Linked DNA regions of Hordeum vulgare: region 1 is linked to region 2. Evidence: chromatin contacts called from public Hi-C data. All regions are on one chromosome and are shown on one strand. Each heading gives the region's core, a stretch centred on a gene start, on an enhancer-like site or on the middle of the called end of the contact. The rest is flanking DNA. Distances are from core to core; before and after follow the strand shown. Region 1 holds the start of LOC123426059 (dnaJ protein ERDJ3B). Region 2 holds the start of LOC123426040 (protein SYM1-like).

What was found. A called contact is a pair of places that touch in the nucleus more often than the background predicts.
Region 1: a contact with region 2 is called in a Hi-C map of seedling, with 4 times the contacts expected there. The contact joins the promoter of LOC123426059 here to the promoter of LOC123426040 in region 2. A contact is called at or near these places in 1 of 6 Hi-C or Micro-C datasets (seedling) and 1 of 1 datasets of contacts at active chromatin or transcription factors (embryo).

The regions. Positions count from the first base shown.
Region 1 is chr1H:95,934,932-95,940,794 of MorexV3_pseudomolecules_assembly, forward strand. It overlaps LOC123426059 (dnaJ protein ERDJ3B), which reads left to right and starts at 4,174. Exons shown (of 11, transcript XM_045109838.1): 1 at 4,174-4,485; 2 at 4,681-4,829; 3 at 4,940-5,069. The coding sequence starts at 4,406. It also overlaps the pseudogene LOC123397128.
Region 2 is chr1H:95,022,269-95,028,129 of MorexV3_pseudomolecules_assembly, forward strand. It overlaps LOC123426040 (protein SYM1-like), which reads left to right and starts at 2,380. Exons shown (of 7, transcript XM_045109824.1): 1 at 2,380-3,064; 2 at 3,221-3,361; 3 at 3,467-3,580; 4 at 3,673-3,846; 5 at 4,431-4,546; 6 at 4,655-4,715; 7 at 4,795-5,039. The coding sequence starts at 2,666. The coding sequence ends at 4,809.

The DNA of each region.
Region 1 (5,863 bases), core at 2,924-5,423, 910 kb after region 2:
TGCCTTCGGATCCAGCTCGTGTTGCGTCGCATTTAATCAAGCTGTCTTTACTATCTCCTCTACTGTCTCCTCAGCAAGCCAGCGGGCCCCAAACCTTTTTCCGTAAGTTGGTCTGTCATACTAAGTGATTAGTATTAAGCAAGATGGGCAGGTGATCCGATTTTCCCATCTCCAAGTTGGATCGACCAGCAAACGGGTGTAGCAGCATCCACTCGGTGTTTGTCATCGCGCGGGGTCTAGCATTTCTCGCAGACCACGGCGAAACCAAGTAACCCTCAAAACCCATGTCCTCTAGCAAGCAATATGAGAGCGCATCTTGGAAATCTTGCATACGAGCTTGGTGGCGTGGGGGCACCACCCTCCTTTTCCGACGAGTATAAGATCTCGTTGAAGTCACCTATTACAGCCTCATGGTAAACTTGATTGTGCATGTAGATTGTGTAAGATGCACTAAGAGCGTTCTTTATGTTTCCAACTAGGCTCACCATACAATCAAGGAAGTCGCCACATTGCTCCATTATCCTGTTCCACCGACACATCAACAAAATCAAGGCTGGTAGCTCGGGAGTAGATCCTAACCTCCTTCTTCCAAACTAGTAGCAACCCGTCCTTTCTTCCATCCAAACTTGGGGCTACTATCATATGGTCCATGTGCAACTTTTTCATCAAAATTCATGCCTTGTCCTTATCCAAATGCGACTCCCATAGAAAAATCGCATCCGGTTCATGTCGCCTTTGGATGTCCGAAAGCGAGCAAACAATCGGGACTCCTAAGATACCCCGACAATTCCAACTTAAAACCCTCATTGTGCCCTGTTTGCGGAGGACAAAAAAACTCTCAACGACGCGCCGCCGAAGGACAGAAAACCCAAGCTTCAATCGCTAGGGGACAAAAATTCTAAAGACATACCTCACAAACCTAGTCTCCAAACCTCAGAATCTTATGACCAAGCTCATGATATGGTCAAGAAACGAACAATATAGGAAACTAATCCTACTTTATGTGGACTTCTTAATCCATCTACCTCGTCACGAAGAGAAGACCAGCGCCCAACGCCTCAGGTGCCGACCTGGGATAGCGAGACGTCGACCGCCCCGCCGCCGCCAAGGAGGCGGCCGACGGCGAACCAGCGTAAACCCTAGTCGCGCCAGCGGAAAACACAACAGATAAAACAAATAATTTTAACAAAGTTAATATGGAGAGTAAATAATAATGGAATGAGTACATGATGTGAGCAGTGGATACGTTCAGGTAGACCCGTTACCAGCATCGCCTAAGAGCAAGTACAATAAGGTACAGTCAACAGGCTGTAAGGATTAAAATACTATATTTTTGCTGAGTTGGATGAGAGAGAAGAGGAGAAAGAAGGGAAGCGTGCTCTTTGTGAAGAGCCAGCTCTAGCACGTGCTCCTAGGTGCTTTGTGAGAATGAAAGGTGGGCCATATATGATAAAAGTAGTACTTTTTTATAGCTAACTATTGTACAAGCTAGCTATAAGATGGGTTATAAAACTGCTTATAGCCAGCAGTTGGCTATACTATTAACCATGCTCTAAGAGCATCTCTAGTAGAACCCTCAAACCCTCAAACCCTTAAAAATAACCGCTTTTTTACAATTTTCATCGGAAAAACGGCGTAGACTAGAACCCTTAAACCCGTAAAAAAATTTAGAGGTCGAACCCTTAAACCCCTTCCCAGCCTGTAGAAGTGAGGGTTGGGGGGGGGAACTGCCCCCAACCCGCACTCATTTTCCCTCCTCGCGCGGGAGGCAGTTGGTTCCTCCGCGCGAGAGGAAATAGCTCGGTCGCATCTCGCCCCGCCGCCGGCCCGCGCTCCAGCCGCCGCCCCTCCGCCCCCTGGCCGTCGACCCGCCGCCCCGCCGCCGCCCTGCGATCCGGCCACCACCTCGCGCTCCTGCAGCCGCCCCTTCGCCCCTCCGCGACTCCGCGCCCCGGCCACCGCCCCGCCGCGCCCCGACCGCCGCCCCTCCGCACCCGCCGCCGTCCGCATCTCGCCTCGCCGCTGCCCCTCCGCCCCGGCCGCCGCCCCTCCGCTTCGGCCGACGCCCCGCCGTCCCCAGGCTCCGGCCGCCGTCCTGCCGCCCCTCCGCGCCCCGGCCGCCGCCCCGCCGCCCCACCGTGCCTCGGCCGCCGCCCCTCCGCTCATTGGTGAGATTTTTTTTTTTACTTTTTTAGTTTTAAATTTTTGCTTCATTGGCACTAATTGTAGCCACTTCGTATGTAGATGGACTCGTCGTCGGATTCGCCGGATTGGTCGTCATCCGACGATTCAGACATTGACGAGTTGTTGCAAGACGACGACGTCGAGATGATGAGCCTCCTCGTCGACGGGCAAGCGTTTGAAGACCGCGTGAAGCTTTTGGATCAGAGGAGAGGGTCGAAGATGGGGCGACTCACCATCTACCGGAACCGCGCTCTCGGACACGAGCATTTGATGCGAGACTACTTCGCGGAGGTACCTACATACCCTCCTCGTCTCTTTCGCAGAAGGTACCGGATGAGACGTAGTCTGTTTGTGAAGATTGTCACCGATTGTGAGGCCGCCTCGTATTATTTTACACGTCGTAGATCCGCCGCCGGTATCATGGGGTTTAGTGCATATCAAAAGATATCGACGGCAATGCGGGTACTCGCTTATGGCATACCCGCGGATTATACCGACGAGTATCTTCGCATTGGGGAAGATACAACCACGGAGTCCGTCCGTAGGTTTGCCAAGTTGGTCATCCGGTTGTATGGTGAGCAGTATCTCCGGGCACCAAACGAGGAAGATACAAAGAGATTAATGGAAATGAATGAAAAAAGGGGATGGCCGGGGATGCTTGATAGTCTTGATTGCATGCATTGGAGGTGGAAAAATTGCCCAAAGGCATGGCAGAGAATGTATTGCGGTAAAAGCCGTGATGCTACCATTGTTCTTGAGGCCGTAGCATCGGAGGACACATGGATCTGGCATGCATTCTTTGGGTTGCCGGGAACACTCAATGATATCAATGTCCTCAATAGATCTCCCTTGTTCAAAAGATTAATTTCTGGGGATGCTCCAGCTTGCAACTACAAAATCATGAACAATGAGTACTCAATGGGATATTATCTCACCGATGGCATTTATCCCGAATGGGCAACTCTTGTGAAGTCCATCAAGGAGAAAAATGGGGTGCCCTTAACAAGAAAACAGGCTCATTTCACCAAGGCACAAGAGGCAGCCCGCAAAGATATTGAGAGAGCTTTCGGTGTTTTGCAAGCAAGGTTTGCCATAGTTCGGGGTCCAGCAAGGTTTTGGGACAAAAAAACCTTGATGAACATCATGAAATGTTGTGTGATTCTACACAACATGATCCTAGAGGATGAGAGAGGGTTAAACCTCCCTTGTTTCTATGACAATGTTGGTACCCGTGTGCAACCGGAAAAAAAACCCTTCTCGCATACAAGTTTTTCTTGAAGCACATCGTGAGATCGAGGATGGAACCACTCATGGTCGGCTCCGGGATGATCTAGTAGAGCACCACTGGCATTTGGATGGGCGACGCATTGGCCCATGATGTATCTTTGTTTTACTTTTCTATGTCCTATTTGATTCGAACAATTGTTGTTATTTGCTCAAACATTGTTGTAATGATTTGAATGATTATTGTTTTATTCGGTGTTGTAATAATAACTAGAATGATTATTGTTTTATGTCAAATGTGATTGAATTTGTGATATGTCATATGATGAAATGTGATGAAATGTGTGATATATGAATGACAGTTTTAAGATTTGGGGTTGTGGCAAAGACTAGAACCCTCAAACTCAACCCTTATAACGGCCGTTATAAGGGTTGGGTTTGAGGGTTATAGTCTTTGCCTCAACCCTAAACCTTAAAGGTGTTAAAAATGTGTAATTCTCAACCCTTAAAACTGATTTTTGTTTTAAGGGTTTGAGGGTTATACTCCCTCTGTTCCATAATATTTGTTGTTGGGGAGAACTAGTTTAATTCTTCCCAACAACAAATATTGTGGTACAGATGGAGTACTACAGATGCTCTAAGTCAACCTGACGCGGTGCAACGGGCGGTTCCTTTAATGCGGTCGTTTTATCCACGTGGAACCATCCCATTTGCGGGAGCCCCGCACATCTGGCTTCCCATTGGTCCACATCACCCGCCTCCACGTCTCCCCGAAAAGCAGCTCCACATCCCTTCCCCTTCTAGTTCTCGAAGCCCTTAACCCGCGAGGCGAGAGGGCCAGCCACTGAGGAAGACGGCGACGGCGGCGACGACGACGAGGAGGAGGTCGGCAGTACCGCAGGGGCATACGCGTGGATTCGCGAGCCGCGGGAATCCTGATCCTAACTCCTAGCCGGTGGGTTGAGGGGGAGGTCGAGCGGGACCCGGCGAGGTGGGGATGGCGGCGCCGCGGAGGAGCGGGGCTCGGCTCGCGGCCGTCCTCGCGCTGCTGCTGCATCTCGCGGCGGTGATCGAGGGGTAATGCTCGGAACAGTTGTCGATCCTCGCGTAGTTTCTTCGAGATCTTATACCACCCCCCCCCCCCCCCCCCCCCCCCTCCGCGGATTCAGCGCTGATCTCTCGATCCAAGTGCGAGTTCTATGTGATTCAAATATCGGATTGGCATTTGGAAGCCGCTGAAAATTGCGTGGTGTTTTTGTTGGTGTGGATCAGGAAGAGCTTCTACGACGTGCTGCAAGTCCCCAAGGGCGCGTCGGAGGATCAGATCAAGAGGTCGTACCGCAAGCTCGCGCTCAAGTACCATCCTGATAAGAACCCTGACAATGAGGAGGCTACCAAGCGATTCGCCGAGATCAATAATGGTACTAATCCTGTGTTAGGACTTACGAGCAAAAGGATTGAAATTCCACTCGCTGAGCTTGAATAATTCGATTTAAGGGGATCTATGTTTGAATGTGTTGTTACCATGCAGCTTATGAGGTCTTGACGGATCAGGAGAAGAGGAAGGTCTATGACCGGTATGGTGAGGAGGGGCTGAAGCAGTTCCAAGGCGGGAGAGGAGGAGGCGGCGGAGGGATGAACATGCAAGACATCTTCAGCAGGTGAGGACAAAAATGTTGCCTGGCATCTGTCATTTTAGTAGCTCCTCAATCTCAGTATGCCATGTAGACAGTGTGTGTGACCTATTTTGAGCTATCACAATGTACTAGTATGTAATAATTTGCTATCTATGCAAGTTTAGAGATGTCAAAATACATAGGAAAAAACTGTCGACTTAGAAGGTAGAAACAATCTGTCACTAGGCCATAATGTGTACATGCTTGCTGGTGATTCAACTAAACATGTTCCGGACGCCCTTACATTGCTGTACATATCAAGAGAGATATTACATCACATGGATCTTTTGTTTACAGATATAGGGAACTGTCAAAATTTTATTTGCTCGTCAATCGATAGGGAATATGGTAATTCATATGACCGTGTTGAATACATGAAGATTGGCATGTACTTAAGTAGTGAAATGACACTCCTGTTTGAGTAGAAATATTCCCTGAGCTGCCCATTCATGTATTGTTAGATCATAGATCATGTGGTTCCCATTCTGTAGGGTCTGGCAGTGTCAACCATAGATATATCAAACATTTCTAATATTTGTATTGAGTGTTGACATATGCACCAGTTTTGTGTTTGTCGTTGATCCAAGAGATCATGTTCAGGGTTATTACAACAACAACAACAACAACAACAACAACCAAGCCTTTAGTCCCAAACAAGTTGGGGTAGGCTAGAGGTGAAACCCATAAGATCTCGCAACCAACTCATGGTTCTGGCACATGGATAGCAAGCTTCCATGCACCCCTGTTCTTGGCTAGTTCTTTGGTGATACTCCAGTCCT
Region 2 (5,861 bases), core at 1,130-3,629:
AGGCCAACTCCAACGTGCGACCTCAAATGGTTCGACCGCGTCCGTTTGAAAGAAAACAGACATAAATTGTGGTCCAACACACAGAAGCAAAATAGACAAATGTCTGTTTTTGTTTGATTTCGACTTATTTGCGTTGAGACACACAACGCACGGACGGGCGGGGCGTGTGCCCTTGTCCTCCCCTGACCCGCCCATAGATGGCTCAGACGCCCTTTTCTCTTCCACTACCCTCCCTCTGTCCTCCTCCATCGTTGCTACCCGTTGGTACACATTTTTGACGTCCCTCTTCCTTGCTTTCTTGATAGGCCACCCAAACCACGACCGCGACTTGTCATAGCCGGCTCACGCAAGTGTTTCAGATGAGTTTTTGCCAATGTTCATGGCTCTTCCGGTGCAGAGAGAAGCTAACCCCAACACCTTCCGGTAGGCGCTGCATAGCCGCATGGCGTCGCCCGCCAACACCAACCTTGCCTGCTGTCTAGTTCCCCTTCGTGTGTCCAACACTACTATAAGGTGTTCAACACTTTGCTCATAAGGTACCATGGATAGTCGGGATAAGTATTTTTCCACAACTTCATTTGTTCAGCGGATGACGAAGAGCTTGTGGTGGCTGCATTGGTCATCAATTACCACATTGCTAGGCAGCGACCTCGGTTCAGGAGATCAATCTCGAGTCATGCTCCGGCCTTGAACTGCAATAGGTAGAGCGGCCATACCCTGCTATATGCTGATTACTTTGAGAATACCGCGCTCTACAAATCACATCAATTCCGTCGCCTCTCCCATATGGCGAGACATGTTTTCAATCATATTCGAGAAGGACTGGTAGCATATGACCCATACTTTGAGTGCAAAGAGGATGCCCTTGGAAAGCTTGACTTCTCCTTTTATCAAAAAAGCACTGCAACTATTCGCATGCTTGTGTATGGAATTCCACGCGATCTTATGGATGAGTACGTGTGTATGAGTGAGTACACATGATTCCTATCAATGTACAATTTCTGCAAGATTGTGGTGGTAGTGTTTGACCCTGAGTACTTGAGAGAGCCAACTACCATTGATACAGAAAGGTTGTTGACGATCAATGCCGAGAGGGGCTTTCCGGACATGCTTGATAGTATAGATTGTATGCACTAGAAGTGAAAGAACTATCCATTTGCTTGGCAGGTGCAGTACAAGGGGCATGTGAAAGGTGCCACTGTCATACGCGAAGCGGTAGCTTCATAAGATTTGTGGATATGACATTTTTTTTCCAGCATTACTGGTTCTTACAATGATATCAACGTGCTTCAATGTTCTCAAGAGTTCGCAAGGCATGTAGAAGGCCACTCACCAAAGGTCAACTTTGAGACCAATATCAACCATTACATCTAAGGATACCACCTAGCTGATGGTATATATTCTCAGTGGTCAACTCTTGTAAAGAGATACCCAATCCACAAAGAGAGAAGAGACAGGGATTTGCCCAAATGTAAGAAAGTGCTAGAAAAGATGTGGAGCATGGTTTTGATGTGCTTCAATCAAGATGGGGTATTGTTTAAAACCTACACTGACATGAAGCACTCAAAAGCTTTGGGAGATGATGATTATTTGTGTGATCATGCACAACATGATAGTAAAGGATGAGCATGATAACATCATCTATGATCAAGAATTTAATTTTCAAGATGAAAATGTTGAGCGTGATCATCAACAACCGGCAACCTCTGAAGATGACTTGATTGAGCACATGTGCGCTTACATTGACAACAAATAGATGTATCGGTTCATTTACGTCTCATCTATTCAAGACAATTTCGATTGGACTGTAAAACTATTTAATTGTGTTTTTATTTGAACATGAAACTTTATTATCTGTGAAACTATTTGTATAATATTCGCATTGTTCTAGGACCTTTTCCTCGTTGTGGCGGACCAACAGCGGCCGTGCATTGAGCGCACGGCCGGTACATGCAGAAAAACATACGGACGCCACTCCATTGTTTTAACAAACGGATAAAATTTAAACAAAACATACTTCTGTTTGGTATCGTGTATTGAAGTTGGCCTCAGCTAGCTGGTCTGTGTTCTTGCAGACGAGTTCTTTCTGGTGATTCTTTAGGTCCACACAAAAATGACCAAAACATGTAGGTTTTGTGCATGGGAAATCAATCAATTTACGAGGCGCAGGACAGAACGGCCACAGAAGCAAGCAGTTGGGCACCACCGGTCACCGGAGGCGTGGAATCTCCGCCGGGCTCCACGGAACCTGGAACTAGGATACCCTGTCGTGGTGCACTGGCCCACGGTGTGAGGCGGAGAGGTTCGGCCCGCCCGAGTCCCACACGCTCCCCCACCACAAAATCGTCGATCAGAATCAATTTCCCCCGGATGAAACGAGATTACCCCGGCCGAGACGACTGCCGACTCCCCTCCTCCGCAGGATGGCGCGGCCGCGAGAGATCCACAAGCTCCACGCGGTCGTTGGCAGCCCCGGCGGATAAAACCACGCGAGCACCAGTCAGAAAAAAGCACCGGTCGGAAACTCACACCAACGTCGGTCAAGGCGAGAAGCCGAGAAGCAATCAGGTGCCAGAAGCCCAGAGCCAACCAGCCTCAGCGCGCGCGCGCGTGTGTGGTGGTGGGAGGTTCTTCAGCAGCTTGCGGGGCTAGAGCGGCGGCAGCGATGGCGGCGTCCGTGGCCACCTCCCCGGCTTGCAGCCGGCTCATCCCCAGCAGACCCCTCTCCGCCTCCGCCTCCGCCGCCGCGCCGTCCCTCGTCCGCCTGGCGGGGTCCTCCAGGCGCCTCCGCCGGGCCCTGCGGGTCTCGGCCGCGGCGGAGCCGGCCGACGCGCTGCCGGGGCCCGGGGCCGGCGACCTGGACGGGGTGGTGCCGGCGGGGCTGCTGGAGGACCTGCCGGAGGGCCTCGCCTTCCAGGGCGATGTGGGCGGGGGTTTCGCCCCCGGCGGCGGCGGCGACGACGGCAACAAGATGCTCGACCGCGGCATCAACGCGGCCATCGTGCTCGGCGCCAGCACCTACGCGCTCACCAAGCTCCTCACCGTCGACCAGGACTACTGGCATGTAAGGACGGACGGACCTCCTCGATTCATTCCAGCCAAAAAATTGCTTCTTCTCTTCGACTACTAATAGCTACCCATAAATAATCTCGGTTGATAGCGGGTTCGTGATGGATGGTGATTAACATTTGTTTCTCTTGATTGGATTTGGTTGGTGCAGGGGTGGACTATCTTTGAGATCCTGCGCTACATGCCGGAGCACAACTGGTCGGCCTACGAGGAGGCCCTCAAGGCCAATCCGGTTCTTGCCAAGATGATGATCAGCGGCGTCGTCTATTCCCTCGGCGACTGGATAGCCCAGGTGACAATCCAATCCAATTCCCCCCTGCTCACTGACTGACTCCCTTTCTGCTGCTGCAATAGCTAATACGGTTCTTCTTGTCTGTGCTACTCCTGCTTATTACAGTGCTACGAAGGCAAGCCCATCTTCGAGTTTGACCGTACTCGCATGTTCCGGTCTGGCCTCGTAGGGTTCACCCTCCACGGATCCCTTTCGCACTACTACTATCACTTCTGCGAGGTAACGATTGTGATTCTGAAGCCTGGCTGGTACAAGTTTGTCTGATGTTTGATGAGGTAACTGACATGAATGCATCGACCTTCTTGCATCAGTCGTTGTTCCCGTTCAAGGATTGGTGGGCTGTGCCTGTCAAGGTTGCGTTTGATCAGACGGCTTGGTCTGCGCTGTGGAACAGCATCTACTTCGTCGCCCTGGGCTTCCTTCGCTGGGAATCTCCGTTCACCATATTCAGCGAGCTCAAGGCCACCTTCTTCCCCATGCTTACTGTAAGCATCAGTCATCTTTTAAATTCTGAATTATGCTTCTGTGGTTGTGCCAGACTAAGTATCATTGGACACTGGGACTGTGAATGTTGACGACCTTAGTTTCATGATATACCGTATACTACCTGTTGTTCCGTTAGAAAATGTAGAACGTAGAGCGAATTAATACAGAGGTGATATGCATTTTGCTTCTTCATTCTTCATTTGTTGATGCGTAGTATTATTGTCTTCAGGCCTTTTAGGTCCACTAGAAACTACTCCCTCCGTCCCAAAATAAGTGTCTCAACTTTGTACTAGCTCTAGTACAAAGTTGTACTAAGTTTGAGACAGTTATTTTGGGACGGAGGGAGTACACGTGTGTGTTAATGGGTGTAAATTAACTAAATAAGGTGCACATACATCTGATACACCATTGTGAAAGAATTTGGGAGGTGGATGAGAGAAAATGGAAACAAAGTGAAATGTGATCGATAGGATTAGTTGTGCTGCAATATAAGAGTATTGTATATTACCTTTTGCCCATTTTATTTATCTTGCTACTTTGTTACAAAGCTCAAAGTGTTGATCTATCTGAATTGTAATTGCAGGCTGGATGGAAGCTGTGGCCATTTGCACACTTAATTACATATGGTGTGGTTCCTATCGAACAAAGACTTCTCTGGGTCGACTGTGTCGAATTAATCTGGGTCACCATCTTGTCAACGTATGCCTCTCACCGTGCTTTCATATTTGATTTCACATAATTACTTGTGCTACCAAACTTCATCATACATGCAAGATTACTAAACTGTATCATCTTCTTGTTTGATAGTTACTCGAACGAGAAATCTGAAGCAAGGATCTTAGATGATTCCTCCACAACAGATACGCAGGTATATTGCATCAGAACTAGTAAATATATAACTAGTTATCGTTCGTACTGACACCTGGAATTATCTTTCTTCTTTCCAGGACAACTCCAGATAGCACATACTTCATGGTTTTGCTGTTTTATAGATTGGAACAGCGGAAACTGCTCCGGCTTCGTTATGTTGGGATTGTATAAATTGTATGTACAGTTAGTTGCCAGCGCTGCGTGTGTAAAAAAAAAAGCCTTGCATCTATTGCAAGCAAATTGTGCTGGCCAAACAAAACGAAAAAGAAATTGTCTCAAGGGAGATCAACTCCTGATGAAAATATGAGTTGTGCAGCACCCATGATTTTGAGTCGCTTTTGGTGCTACCAAGGGAATGCTTGATGAAACTATGCAAGCATGCAAAAAAAGGGGGGGGGGGCAAAACATGAGAAGTCTTAAAACATTTGCAGATCTTTCTTTCATAAATTGCATTTGATGGACATATGTCTGAACAAAGGATTCAAGCACGATGCGAGTATTATAGAACTATAGAACACAGCTCTTGACCGACATTTCCATAGGCAAAAAATGACATTTTTTGGCACAAGTAGAAGTACAGATACTATAGCATTGTGGTATTAATACCACCGTTGTGGGATAATATATATGCCCCTGCTTGACAGATGTGCATTTCAATATATGCCCCCCACGCCCAGATCATGAGAGCATCAGATTTCATGATGCTAAATATTCACAAGCACAAGATTAAACTGCACATTTTGTCAAGGAGTGGAGGCAAGCTGGTGTTGGAGGAGTAGATCGTTTTGTGAGGAGCTTGTTTAGTGAGTTTCGTTGGTCCCTGCTGGCTGCTGGTGTTGTCGAACTTGTCGCTTAATCCTGTGATTATGGAATAAATACCCTATATTCACCCCCCCCCCCCCCCCCCCCCCCCCAGTTTTTTTGGTGGGTGTTGGCGGTTACTCTCGAAGAAAATAGTTCACAGAGAATACCACGAAAACTTTGGTAGGTGACTGATAGAACTTTATTTTTAGGGAAAGCCATCATGGCATGTCTTATTGATTGCAAAACAATGTTACATCGTTCACCAGGCTAGAGAAAAGAAAATTAGGGGGTTGATCGACCCAATTACAGTTTATTTTAAAAATAAAGCAATCTGTAGCAA